3 separate regions of the Mus musculus genome follow, and all the other regions are linked to region 3. A link is a contact called in public Micro-C and promoter capture Hi-C data. All regions are on one chromosome and are shown on one strand. Each heading gives the region's core, a stretch centred on a gene start, on an enhancer-like site or on the middle of the called end of the contact. The rest is flanking DNA. Distances are from core to core; before and after follow the strand shown.

Region 1 (4,162 bases), core at 724-3,223, 540 kb before region 3:
CTGAGGGCTCTGTCTCACGTCTGATCTTGCTTTCTGTCCCCACTCCTCACTCCCCACACCCACACTTCCCTCTTCTCTCTTCCTTCTTTCTGGCTCTGGTTCCCTGGCAGGCTAGAAAGCAGTTGATAAACTCTCCAGAATTTTTTATAAATTTCCCAAACTTTTCCAGATGCCAATAAGGGGCCAGAGAGACCCTCGAATTGCAGAGCAGGGGGTGATGGAAGAGACACTGTCCCACAGCCTTCCTTCCTCTCACACTAAAGGGAGCAGGACGATGCCAGTGCCAGGGGCATCCACCTTAGAGTTCAGACAGCTACCAGCCCCGGGGAAATGGGGAGCAGAGAGACAGGGGGACCTGGCCCCAAGAGTGCCCTAAGTTGGGCCAGCAGGAACCTATCACTGTCAGAGCCTGGGGTGTGTGTGTGTGTGTGTGTGTGTGTGTGTGTGTGTGTGTGAATCAGAAGAGGTAATGTGGGCACAGTGTAGGGGTCGATCCCTCCCTACTCCCCCAAAGGGGTGCTGCCCCCACCTCTGCTGTTCGGTCCATCCACTCCCTGGACACCTCCTAAAACAAAGGCCTCTTTGTGGTCCTGGCCCACTGGCCAGCTGCCAACTGCATTCTTTGCGTGTTTCCTGAGCAAGGCTCCTGGCTCAGTGGTCGGCTCCTCCCCCACCCTGCCTGAGGCCCCCAGCTTGACTCTTGGTGGTTTCTCAAAGTCGCTTCTCCTCGACACCCCCCCCCCAAGTTGCCATCTTCCCTATGGGTGGGTCCAACTGTCCTGAGAAGGGAGACCCCCAAGGAAGGAGCCAGCCAAAGTGCTGAGCAGGCTGGGCTGTGCTCCGATCTTTCTTAGTAGGAGCTAAGCATCCCTATCTGTATGACTAGGGCCAGCACCCCGCCACACACACACACACACACACACACACACACACACACACACACACACACACACGCTAGCCAGTCGGGTTCAGTATGGTCAGTATTGAGAGTACCTCACTCTGGCTGCCCTTTGGTTGGACTGTGGACTCAGGACCTGGGCAGGGCCTCCAGAGCCTCTGATGGTATATTTCCCTGCAGCTTCAAGGCCTGTTTCTGTTGCTGAGGCTGGCACCCGGTGGGGGGGTGATTCTTTCCCTCAGGGATAGGGCTACATCCGCCTGCCCCATCTCTGTCTCTGCACGTGTGTTCCCCTGCTGGCACCTATCCTATCCTACTTGGTAACAGCATGGCAGCCTCCTTGGGTAGGCTGTGTGTGTGTGTGCGCGCGCGTGTGTAGGGGGGTAGCCTAACTTTGGAAGTAGAACGCATTGGAATATAGGCAGATGCACACTCTTCAGTCACCAGTCACTGTGGTACATGGTCACGACAGATACTGTCCTAATGAAGTCCTAGATCTCTCTCTGCCCTGGGTCTCCTCCTCCCTTGTTAAAAAATGTTCATAATTTGGAAAGAAAGGGAACTTTTTACAAGCTGGCGGATCTAGAGAACTTTCCATCAGTTTTTTCTGGCCTCGTGATGGGTGGGGCCCTTTTTTCCTTCCCTGTTCTCTCCTGCTCTTCTCATAATCTCCCCTCCCCCTCCCTTCAGAGCGCGAGCGTGCACGTGCGCGCACACACACACACACACACACCCCTACCCCTACTTACCTACCTACCTTAAGGAGACCTCTAACAACCACCGTTCCAGAAAAGCTATTGGGGGTTGAGGACCTGTCTGTATCCTCCTGGGCCAGATCCAGGCTCGCCACCCCTCCCCCAGAGGCTGTTCCACTGCAGGCCTAGAATCTCCCAAGCTTTACAGAGCCTGTGCCAAGTAAGACCCAGGCCCAAAGTCTGCTCACCCTCCCCTGAGAGCCTGCCGTACTCCTGCTGGGCGGGGGTCCCCTGGGTCCAACACTGCCAGGGAGGGAGCGAGTGCTGAGCTCACTGCCTCGGCATCTGCCCTCCCCCCCACCTCTGGTGTGAGGGCCAGCCGTACTCCCGCCAGCGCCTCGCTCCCTAATAGCTTTTTAAGTCCAACCACATGTGTCTGAGGAGCAGAGCGGTGCCGCCCCTCCTGCCTCAGCGCTCCCCCTGGCTCCGTGAGACCACCCTCCACTTACAGCGCCTGGGGCCGGGAAAGGGATCTGGCTCCCAGGCCCACCTGAACAAGACAGGCTGGTGCCCGGCCTGAGAGTAACTCCGGAGGGTCACGTGAGGGCAGTGTTCTGATCCCGGGTCCGGGGTCCCTTTCCCCCTGAGCTGCCTGAGATCTTGTTTATGTGTATGCCTCAGTGCTAGGGCCTTGTGCCAGCGCTGCTCTCCTTGAACCTAGCCCCACTGGGGTGACCCCACAGTCGCCTCTCTGACTCAGTACACGTGCGGTTCCCTGTGCGTGTGAGTGGTCTATCGGGAGGCCTGTGGGGTGCGGTTTCGCAGAAGGGGAGTAAGGGCTGGGAACAGACCAAGCGAGCAGGCCTGGGGTCCTAATGAGAAAATTGCTTCCAGCCAGCGAGCCCTGCTCTGCGGCTGAAATTGCATCCAGCCCCAGCCAGCTTGAGCTAAAGAAGACCCCGCCCTTTGGCAAGGGTTTGGAGCAGCCTGTGTACAGCTCATTCTGCCTACCCTTGCCCCATGCACCTAAACGGAGGCACCTTAGTCCCCAGTTGCTTGGGCAGGGCTAGATTCTGGACCCAACCATCCTCATCTCAGGAGGTAGAGGAGTTCTGAGAGCTCCTCCCCGCTGCCACACAGGTCTGCTGCAGTTATAGACCCACTGTGTGCAGAGGGCTCAGAGCAAGGCCACCTGCCAAGTGGCGTTTGGCTTACAGAGAAAGGCTCTCTAAGGAGCCTTGGTTCTCCATCAGCCCAGGTACAAATCTGCCTGTGTGGCATCCTGTCTTCCAGGCTGCCTCATTTGGAACTCAGCCTCCTTGGGAGCTCAAAGCAGGACCCTTCTGCACTTCCAGAGCTCAGTACCCTAGCCCTAGGCAGGACAACCCAGTGGGTGAAAGGCTGATTTAGCTTGCTTGCTTTTCTCTTCCTTCCCTCACGCAGTTCTGGTCTCTGAACAGAACTAGCTGCAGAATTTGTGGGACTCAAAGCAAAATGAAAACGCTGGGCCTCTTGTTCAAGTTAAAGATGTCAAGATAGTGATGTCAGAAACCAAGGCCACAAAAGCAGCTCGTGGCAGCTCAGTTTCCGAGGAGAGTTGGTACCGCACATAGACTGCTGGCTTGGAACACTGGCTCTTCCTGATTGGACCAGAAGGTCCCTTACCGGTGATGAGGGAGACTTGTGGACTCTGGGGCCTACAGGTGGGAATCTCTTCCTGCCTTCAGGCTTTGTCATCTGCTGATGCAGCCTCCCACCCCAATGTTTGGCTATCCTGCTTGATGGCTTTTAGAGGTGTGGCTGGAGAGGAGGAGGAGAACCAGCTACATACTCCATGCTGTCAGGGGAAGACTGCCCTGGTCGCTCTGGAGAAGCAGAGATGGAGAATCACAGCCCTGGGCCTGGGTAGCCCTAAGTGGAACCTGTTGGGCCAAAGGTGGTTCAGGTTGTCCTGTCCCTCTGGGTGGAGCCCTCCCTGTAGCCACAAGTTCCAAAAACTGTGGAGGAGAAGGGAGCTAGCAGGAGTGCTCAAGGAAGAAGGCAGGAGGAAGGAAGCAACCCCATTGTCATCCCTAAATTACTGGCTGGGATGGCAGGGGAGGAGGCGGAAAGCCGACATTGTTTACTTAATTAAAAGTAAACAACAATTTGCCGCTGCCAGCCTCCCATTAGCTGTGTGTGGAGCCCTAGAGCAAAACGGAGACTGACTTTAGGCTTTCGCTCCCACCAAGCTGACATCCCCAGCCTTGGCTTTTCCCTGATAAAGCCCTTCCCGCCTAGATCCCTTTCCACTCAGGCTCAGGAGGGAAGATGAACCAAAAACTTTCAGGAGTATCCCACAGGATGTGGGTCAGAATATATGTATTGAGACACCACTGTTTCAGGATGCGGTGGGGGCTCTAGTCTGCTCCTGTAGACTGCTCCCTGCTAGATATCAGTCAGGCCAGGTTGTGTCAGCTAGGGTGAAGCAGAGGCTTTTCCTCCCAGCCAGATGTTGTTCCCTGAGAAAAGGGCGGAGTCTCATGACCTAAGGGCCTAGTCCATACTACCTGGAGGCCAGGGCCTTCTC
Region 2 (3,655 bases), core at 645-3,144, 710 kb before region 3:
ACATTCCTCGGTATGGCTTCCTGCTCGGCTCAAATGTCTACTTTTGGAATGACGTGAACCTAAGCAGCCCCTATTAACAGGTCAGGTCCCTCTTCAGGTCACACCTGCAGCCCTAACACTCAGAAGCTGGAACAAGAGGCTCTCAGATGGAGTCTAGCCTGGAATGTACAGAGAGGTCTTACACAAACACATAGGCTGGGCATGGAGACTCGAGCCTTTAAAGTCTGCGCTGAGACAGTAGAGGCAGATGGCTCTCTGAGAGTTCCAGACCAGCCAGGGATACACAGTGAGGGCCTGCCTCCCCACACCCCTAAAGGGAATCCTTACCAAACAATTATGTGTTATTTCACAACCCACTAAGGGAACCCTTAATATCCTAATTTTTCAGGTGAGCAAACAGGCTCAGGTTGTATTGTATATTACACATCCAGAAACCAACATTTGAACCTAGGTCTTGGCTGACTTCAAGCTTCCATCTCCGCCCCCACAGTGCTGAGGTCACAGATATGTATCACCCGCCCAACCCGTCTGCTGGCTGTTTACTGCTCATAGTTATTATTGTAATATGACTCCCAAAGACATCTGGGCTCTAAATGTGTTGCCCGCAGGCCTAGGGATACTAGGGACCCCCTTCTACAACGAAAGTGCCCTCCCCCCACCCCTCAACATCAAGGCTTACCATCTCCAAATTTTCCAAATTTGGCAAAGCTCTGGAAGGTGGCCCCAGCTTGGGAAGTGAGTATTACACTGCTATTCCAGGGCTCATGGAGGACATGTTGGTTCTTGATCACCGTCTCTAGGTCAGGTAATTTCTGAGCGAAGAAGCCTTCCAGCTTGTGGTCATAGACAAGGGGATAGGTGTAGGTTAGCTGCTTGCCTAGAAGACAAGGCGAGGGAGCCGTGTGAGACTGGTTCCTCAGAGGAGTTTGAGGCTTGGCTTCTCAGTGATTCAACTCACCAATCCTTGCAAACTGAGTGAACGGGAGGGACACACAGAGTAGGGTCTGGCCGAAGGTTTGAGCATTAGGAGGCCAGGTGTATGCACCAGAGGACGCAGGGGGTGGGAAGCGAGGCACACTGTGGACCAGCCAGAAGCCCCCTTCTTGGTCCAGGAGCAGGACACCTGAACCAGAAGGAAGAGGTCAAGCTAGCTCACCTGCAAGCAGGTACGGGGCCTCAGATGGCTGGGGTCTTAGAGCGGGAAACGGAGGCCAGTGACAGGGCAAATCCCCACCCTTCATCAGGCCAAAGGTTAGTAAGGGTAAAATTTACAATTCAGGGAGGCTCCACGACCACCAGTCCAAGCCTCTCACCCTTCGTATGCCCATGGCCGGTAGAGTCCCGAGCTGAGCTGGATTTAGGAGGTTGGTCGTTGTAGAGTAGAAAGGCCAGCTAGGAGAATGCACAGAGGCTATGTAACTACCCTCCCTTCCCCGCGAGACCCACCACAGTGTCCCGGCCCGGGTTCCGACGGCACTCAAGTCACCTGGCTGGAGTTCTTTCGGTACAATGGCTGCAAGCTGCGGCCCACGGCTCCCTCCGAGCTGTTGATGTACCCTACACCGTCTTGCCAACCGTCGGAGTTCTGGTCCATGTATTTATACGTCAGTCCCTTTGGAGTATCCCTAGACCCGCTGTGAGCCGGCAGCTTGTATACCACGAACCTGGAGGTCCGTGAAGACATGAGGTTGGGGGAGAGAAGGAATCTGAGGTTTTTTGGATTCCCGCGCCGGTCCCCAGGCAGTGTGCGGGGGACAGTCCCGCGACTACTTACTCACCAATCCACAGGCTGCCCGGAGTCCCCATAGCAGCTCAGGGCTTCGGCAGGGACCCACAGCAGCGCAGCCAGCAGCAGCGATCTCAGTGTTGCCATGAGGCGACAGCAATGGACTCTAAAAGACCCGGGGACAGCCGGGTCACGAGATTCAGATGAACTTCCCCTAAAAACCGAAGAGATCTGTGTCCCGGCTTCGCGAGGGTGGAGACGAAGCCCGCCAGGCCCAATACGGAGGCGGGGCTTCCTATGAAGTTGTCCCACAAGCGGACCCCGCCTCCTCCAATGTCCTCCCCGCCCCGTCCTCCCGCTTCTGGCCGACTCAGCTCCGGATAGGCTTCATCCGTGGACACGCCTCTCCCTTGGGCATTGGCTGTCACGTGACTTCTAAGGCGCTCCAAGTTCTGGGGCTTTTTTGTTTTGTTTTTTATTCAGGTTCTGAATTAGGAACAAATCTGTCTTTCTATTTCTTTTCCATTACTGCTCTACAACTCTTTTAACTTTTTGGATGGTCTTGCCTACATGTATGTTTGTGCATCACTTGTGTGCCTGGACCGGTCCAATTCTTTCCTTTCCCCCGTTCTGTTTTTTTAGACAGGATCTCATTATGTGCCCCTGGCTGGCCTGGAACTCCCTGATATCTGCCTGCCCCGGCCTCTGCTTCTGGAAGGCTTTTTAAAAGCATGCAGCAATTTGTTTTTAAAGATTTATTTATTTATTATATGTAAGTACACTGTAGTTGTCTTCAGATACACCAGAAGAGGGCATCAGATCTCATTACGGGTGGTTGTGAGCCACCATGTGGTTGCTGGGATTTGAACTTCAGACCTTCGGAAGAGCAGTCGGGTGCTCTTACCCACTGAGCCATCTCACCAGCCCGCATGCAGCAATTTTAAAGAATGCAGCAATTTTAAAGCTTGCAACAATGCAACAATTTTTCCTGGTCCCCTCCCCCCCCTTCTCTGACCTCTTAACACTGTGGCTTACCCTTGAACTCCTGATCTTCCTGTCTTTACCGTCCAAGTGTTCAAATCACAGGGGTGCTCATGCACGTCGTACGTACGTGTAAATGCACGAGCACATGGCACAGCATGCAAGTGGAGGACAGGACAGTGTGTGGGAGCTTCTCCTTTCACCAGATGGGATTTGGAGGTCAAACTCAGGGCAGCGAGCTTGAGAGCAAGCACCCTTAAAGGCTGAGTCATCTTATCGGCCCTTCTCTTTTTTTTAAGACAGGATCTCATTGTAGCTCAGGTTAGCCTGGAACTCTCAACTTTTGCTCAGCTTCCTGAAGGATGCTGGGATTATAAATATGAGCCAGTCTCCAGCTTTTACCTTTTTTTAAATGTGTATCTGTGTGTGTGTGCCTATGCCAGTTTGCATGTATCAGATGTAGGCTGTGCAGACACCCATAAGTGTTAGATCCCAGGAGTTGGAGTTACAGGTGCTGGGACCTGAATGCCATGTGCTCGTGCATTTACACGTACGTACGACGTGCATGAGCACCCCTGTGATTTGAACACTTGGACGGTAAAGACAGGAAGATCAGGAGTTCAAGGGTAAGCCACAGTGTTAATAGGTAAGCACTATGCGGGTGCTGGGACCTGAAGTCAGGGCCTCTGCAAAAGGTGCTTATAACCACTGAACCATCTCTCCAGCCACCACCACACCTTCCCTCCTGCTTTTGTTTTTTTTAGCAAGCTCTCACTCTGTGGCCCGGGCTAACCTATAACTTACCATTCTCCAGTCCCAGCATCACACGTGCTGGGATTCCCAGTGAATGGGCCACCCCAGCTGGGTCACCCTTGCTAACTTAATCACATTGTTTTCTGCACCCTCTCCCTGTCCGGTCTGCAAGTTTTCTAGCTCTGCTCATGATGC
Region 3 (4,124 bases), core at 1,606-4,105:
TAAATCTTAAAAAAAAAAAAAAAAACATCAGGGTCTTCAGTGATAGGTCAATCAATAAAGTGGTCACCATGTAAGCAAAAGGGCTTGTGTTGTCCCCAGGTATGGCAATTCACACTTGTAATTCCAGAGCTGGGGAAGGGAAGCCACAAGATGCTCTAGGGCTCACCACCAGCCCGCCTCACCAGCTCCATGTCCCAGTAAGACACCTTCTCTGAGAAAACAAGGTTGGAGCTAGAGAGATGGCTCAGTGGTTAAGAGCATTTGTTGCTCTTTCAGAGGACCTGGGTTGAGTTCCCTGCACCTACACAGTGGCTCACAACCATCTGTAACTCCAGTTACAGGAGATTCTATGTCTCCCACCTTTTAGGACATCAGACACACACAATCCTGAGAAACTACACTTGACATTGCACTCTGTACACACACACACACACACACACACACACACACACACACAAAAGGGAGGAGAGTAGAATTTTCATGCCATGCACCAGGGCCAGGTCTTATATAAGCCCTACAGTGGTGCATACCTGTGATCCCAGCTAGGAAGAGACAGAAGCAGGAAGATATATATGAGTTTGAGGCCAGCCTGGTCTACATATGAGGCCCTTTTTAAAGGGGGAGGGGGAGGAAAGGGAAGGAAAGGGTTTTGGCTACGGGACACTCAGTTCTGGAGCTCGTCAGCCTGCATGTGAGCTATGCAGCTTCTTTGCTGGCTGACTATGGGCAAAGAACACACGTGCTCTGTGGCAAAGTCTCTGTCTGCAAGAAAGCAAAAATGAATCATTTCAGAGCTCGAGATGATGTGACATGACAGCAGACTGCAGACGTGTAATCCCTATATCTAGGACAGGGGTAAAAAGATCTCAATTTAGAAGCCAGCCTGGGCTACCAAGACATGGTGTGTCTCAAAAAGAAAGGGCTAGAGATGGCTCAGCACTTGCTGCTCTTCCGGGGGTTCCAGGTTCAATATCCAGCACCTACATAGTGGCTAACAACTATCTCCAACTTTAGTTCTAGGGATCCTGACACTTTTTTCTGAACTCTGCAGACATACATGCAGACAAAACATCTGCACACGGAAATAATTGTTGTTTTGGTTTGGTTTTGTTTTTTTGAGACAGGGTTTCTTTGTGTAGCCATGGCTATAGCCCTGGCTGTCCTTGGCACTCACTTTGTAGACCAGGCTGCCCTCGAACTCAGAAATCCACCTGTTTCTGCCTCCCAAGTGCTAGGATTAAAGGTGTGCGCCACCACACCCGGTGAAATAATTTTTAATTAAAAAAAAAAAAAGCAACAAGGGGTAAGGCTCAATGGCAGCTGCTGGCCTAGCACACTGACTGGGCTTGGCTTCACCCCCAGTACCATATCAAGGAAGTGTGGTGGTTTATACACATGTTCCCAGCACTCCGCAGGCATTAGCAGGTATGTCTCAGGAAGTTTAAGGCCAGCCTGGTCTACAGAGGAAGTTCCAGGACAGCCAGGACTACACAGAGAAAGCCTGTCTAGGAAAAACAAAATAAAAATAAAAACAAGAAATGTGTCTACAGAGCAAGCTGGAGGGCAACCTGGGATACATGAGACTCTAAAAAAGATAAGTTTAGGGCTAGAGAGATGGCTCAGCGGGTAAGAGCACTGACTGCCCTTCCGAAGGTCCTGAGTTCAAATCCTAGCCACCACATGGTAGCTCACAACCATCCGTAATGAGATCTAACACCCTCTTCTGGAGTGTCTAAAGACAGCTACAGCGTACTTACATATAATAATAAATCTTAAAAAAAAAAAAAGAAAACAAGTTCAGGGCTGGAAAGATGACTCAATAGTTTAGACTGCATATTGCTTTCTGAGAACCTGAATTTGGTTTCCCGGCTCACATGTGGCGCCCTCTTCTGGACCCTTTAGGCACCTACACATACATGCACATACCCAACACATACACAAAAGTAAAAAAATAAGTCTTAAAAAAAAAGAAAATCTCTACTTCCCAATAATTGGAAGAGTTCCTGGGTGACATCAAGGACAGAAGCATTCAGTCATATCAGGCAGTGACAGGCAGGACAGTGGATTTAACGTCTAGATCTGGCATCACCGATGTCTGAGGAATGAGGAATAAGGATTGAGATATTCTGATGTGTCTTCCCCAGTACGCGTGCTTACACACACACACACACACACACACACACAGTCTCCAGCCCCAATCCACCTCTGTCTCTTTGGGTTCTGGGGGCAGCCCAGGTCCACAGGCTGACCAGCCTCCCCAATCACCTCCGGAAGTGAGACAGCATATTCGTCCCAGGGACCAGAACGGGAAGGGCGGCCATTTGGCCAGGCTGGTTTCCTGTGGGGTTTCCCCTACAAAGAGCCCAAGGCTGCAGCCAAGGCCACTCCCATCCTCACACACACCAGAGGTCTGTGTCTGGCGTGGAGGGGGCATTACCACGCAGGTGTCCAGGAGCTGGGACACCCTGTACTGACTCTTAGTCTCACAGGGAGACTCAAAGGGACAGAAGTCCTGGAGCTGGAGGGCTTGAGAAACAGGGCGGGGGGCCTTGGGCTGTGGTATCCCAGTCAGTTAAATTAGCACACACAGCCTTCAAGCCCTCGGCATCCCTGGAGGACCCACAGTGAACCCCAAGAAAGAACCAGGGCAGAGGCCCTCCGGTCGTCCCCAACCCTGATCCTCAAATACTTTCCACTCTCGCGAAGCAGCGAGGATCGGAAAATACCAAGGGCTGCAGTCTCCGCCCAGCTCCGCCCCCGCCCCAGCCACCAGCGCTCGCTAATGGCCCACTCTTCCCAGGAGCTGGGCGGCTGGGTTGGGGCCAACCCGACCTGCGGCACAGATGCCTGCCCTCCACGTCCGTCCCCACGCAGGAACCAGACAACCCGCCCGGGTTGGGGGGCAGGGCATAGGCAAGTGGGTGGGCCTAGTGCCTAGCCGCGAGTGGAGGGGGCGCAGGAAGGGGTGAGGGAGGGCTGAATCACTTGGTATAAATAGGCAAAGACGACAGCCACGTCCCACCCTCGCTGCCCGCCAGCCACACAGTCCAACAACCAGATCCCCCACTCTATTCCTTAACATTCTGTTTGCGGTGCTGGGTTCCCCTCAAGCCAATCAGTGCTCCCAGGGTGAAGTTCATCCCAGGTCCTGGCCTGGCCTGGGACTGGAGATAGGAGCGCTGACCTCCATCACCCACTGTCTTCTGGAAGGCTTGGCTCACTCCCTTAACTCCGCAAAACTTCCAGGAACCAGCCAGGCATTGTGAGGCGTCTCTGTCAGTCTACCATTCAGGAGGCTGAGCCAGGAGGACTGCCATGTGTTCAAGACCGCGGTAGGCTATGAAATGAGACTGTGTCTCGACCCCCAAAGTTGACTGTGGGTAGAGAGTGCTTGGCTATTTTGCTGGAAGCATGGAGTCAGCAGGTCCCATCTTAAAGCAGAAACCCTTCATCATGGTGCACACAAGTAAGCCTAGCATTCAGGAGGTGGAGGCCTAAGGACCAGTTCAAGGACATCCTGGACTACTTATCCAGTTCCAGGCCAGCATGGACTACATTACATTAGATCATGCCTCAAAAACTTTTATTAATAGATCGATAATTATTATTATTCCCAGGCCCAAAGCTTAGGGTTCCAGAGCCCCAAATGTACACAGGAGACAAAAGGGAGGTATCACCGGGCATCCCAGATTTGCTCCCCCGAGTCCCTCAAGGCCCATGTGCCCATCCTGCCACCCAGCCCTGCTCTGCCCAGGGCCACAGCTCAGTAGCCACACCCAGGGTGGCGCCAGTTCTAGCTCCAGCAGCCTGAGGCAAGGCGCCGCTCGAGTGTGACTCAGCCATGCCCGGCATGATGCTGTCCTTCCCTACCCAAGAATTCTCACGCCCACGCCACCACCCTCAATCCTTCCCCATGGCCAGCTAGGAAGACACACCTCCATGTCCACTGAGGACATTCAACACAGGATATGAGGAGACCTCAGCACCCTATGGGAGACTAGAGAGTGTGCTCTGTTCCACTGCATCTCCAAAAGTTCCCATTCACAGATGGAAAAACTGAGGCGGCAGAGACAATCCCAGGAATGTCTACACTCTCTCCATAAAGACAAGGCCGCCTGAGCTGG

What was found. Promoter capture Hi-C pulls out the DNA fragments that hold promoters and counts their contacts. Hi-C and Micro-C count contacts between places; a contact is called where the count stands out from the background.
Region 1: a promoter capture Hi-C map of cranial neural crest shows a contact between it and region 3. The contact joins two enhancer-like sites. A contact is called at or near these places in 1 of 39 promoter capture datasets (cranial neural crest), 1 of 484 Hi-C or Micro-C datasets (myocytes) and 2 of 115 datasets of contacts at active chromatin or transcription factors (extraembryonic endoderm stem cells and pancreatic cancer cells).
Region 2: a Micro-C map of embryonic stem cells shows a contact between it and region 3, with 2.8 times the contacts expected there. The contact joins the promoter of Dnase2a here to the enhancer-like site in region 3. A contact is called at or near these places in 3 of 39 promoter capture datasets (the HPC-7 cell line, cranial neural crest and liver), 3 of 484 Hi-C or Micro-C datasets (all in embryonic stem cells) and 2 of 115 datasets of contacts at active chromatin or transcription factors (bone marrow-derived dendritic cells and embryonic forebrain).

Annotation. Positions count from the first base shown.
Region 1 is chr8:84,740,637-84,744,798 of GRCm38.p6, reverse strand. The region is part of intron 2 of Nfix (nuclear factor I/X); the gene reads left to right. Among named protein-coding and RNA genes, the nearest start is that of G430095P16Rik, 20 kb to the right of the region's middle. RefSeq lists an enhancer at 1-2,938. Within about 2 kb of position 1,973, at least 132 of the 459 cell types and tissues checked have an H3K27ac peak or open chromatin away from gene starts, as enhancers often do. A contact at or near this core is called in myocytes and pancreatic cancer cells, where this site is marked.
Region 2 is chr8:84,906,994-84,910,648 of GRCm38.p6, reverse strand. It overlaps Dnase2a (deoxyribonuclease II alpha), which reads right to left and starts at 1,894. Exons shown (of 6, transcript NM_010062.4): 1 at 1,779-1,894; 2 at 1,487-1,664; 3 at 1,314-1,392; 4 at 959-1,123; 5 at 680-877. The coding sequence starts at 1,873.
Region 3 is chr8:84,202,387-84,206,510 of GRCm38.p6, reverse strand. No RefSeq gene overlaps it. Among named protein-coding and RNA genes, the nearest start is that of Mir23a, 4.1 kb to the left of the region's middle. Within about 2 kb of position 2,855, at least 381 of the 459 cell types and tissues checked have an H3K27ac peak or open chromatin away from gene starts, as enhancers often do. A contact at or near this core is called in the HPC-7 cell line, bone marrow-derived dendritic cells, embryonic forebrain and 4 more, where this site is marked.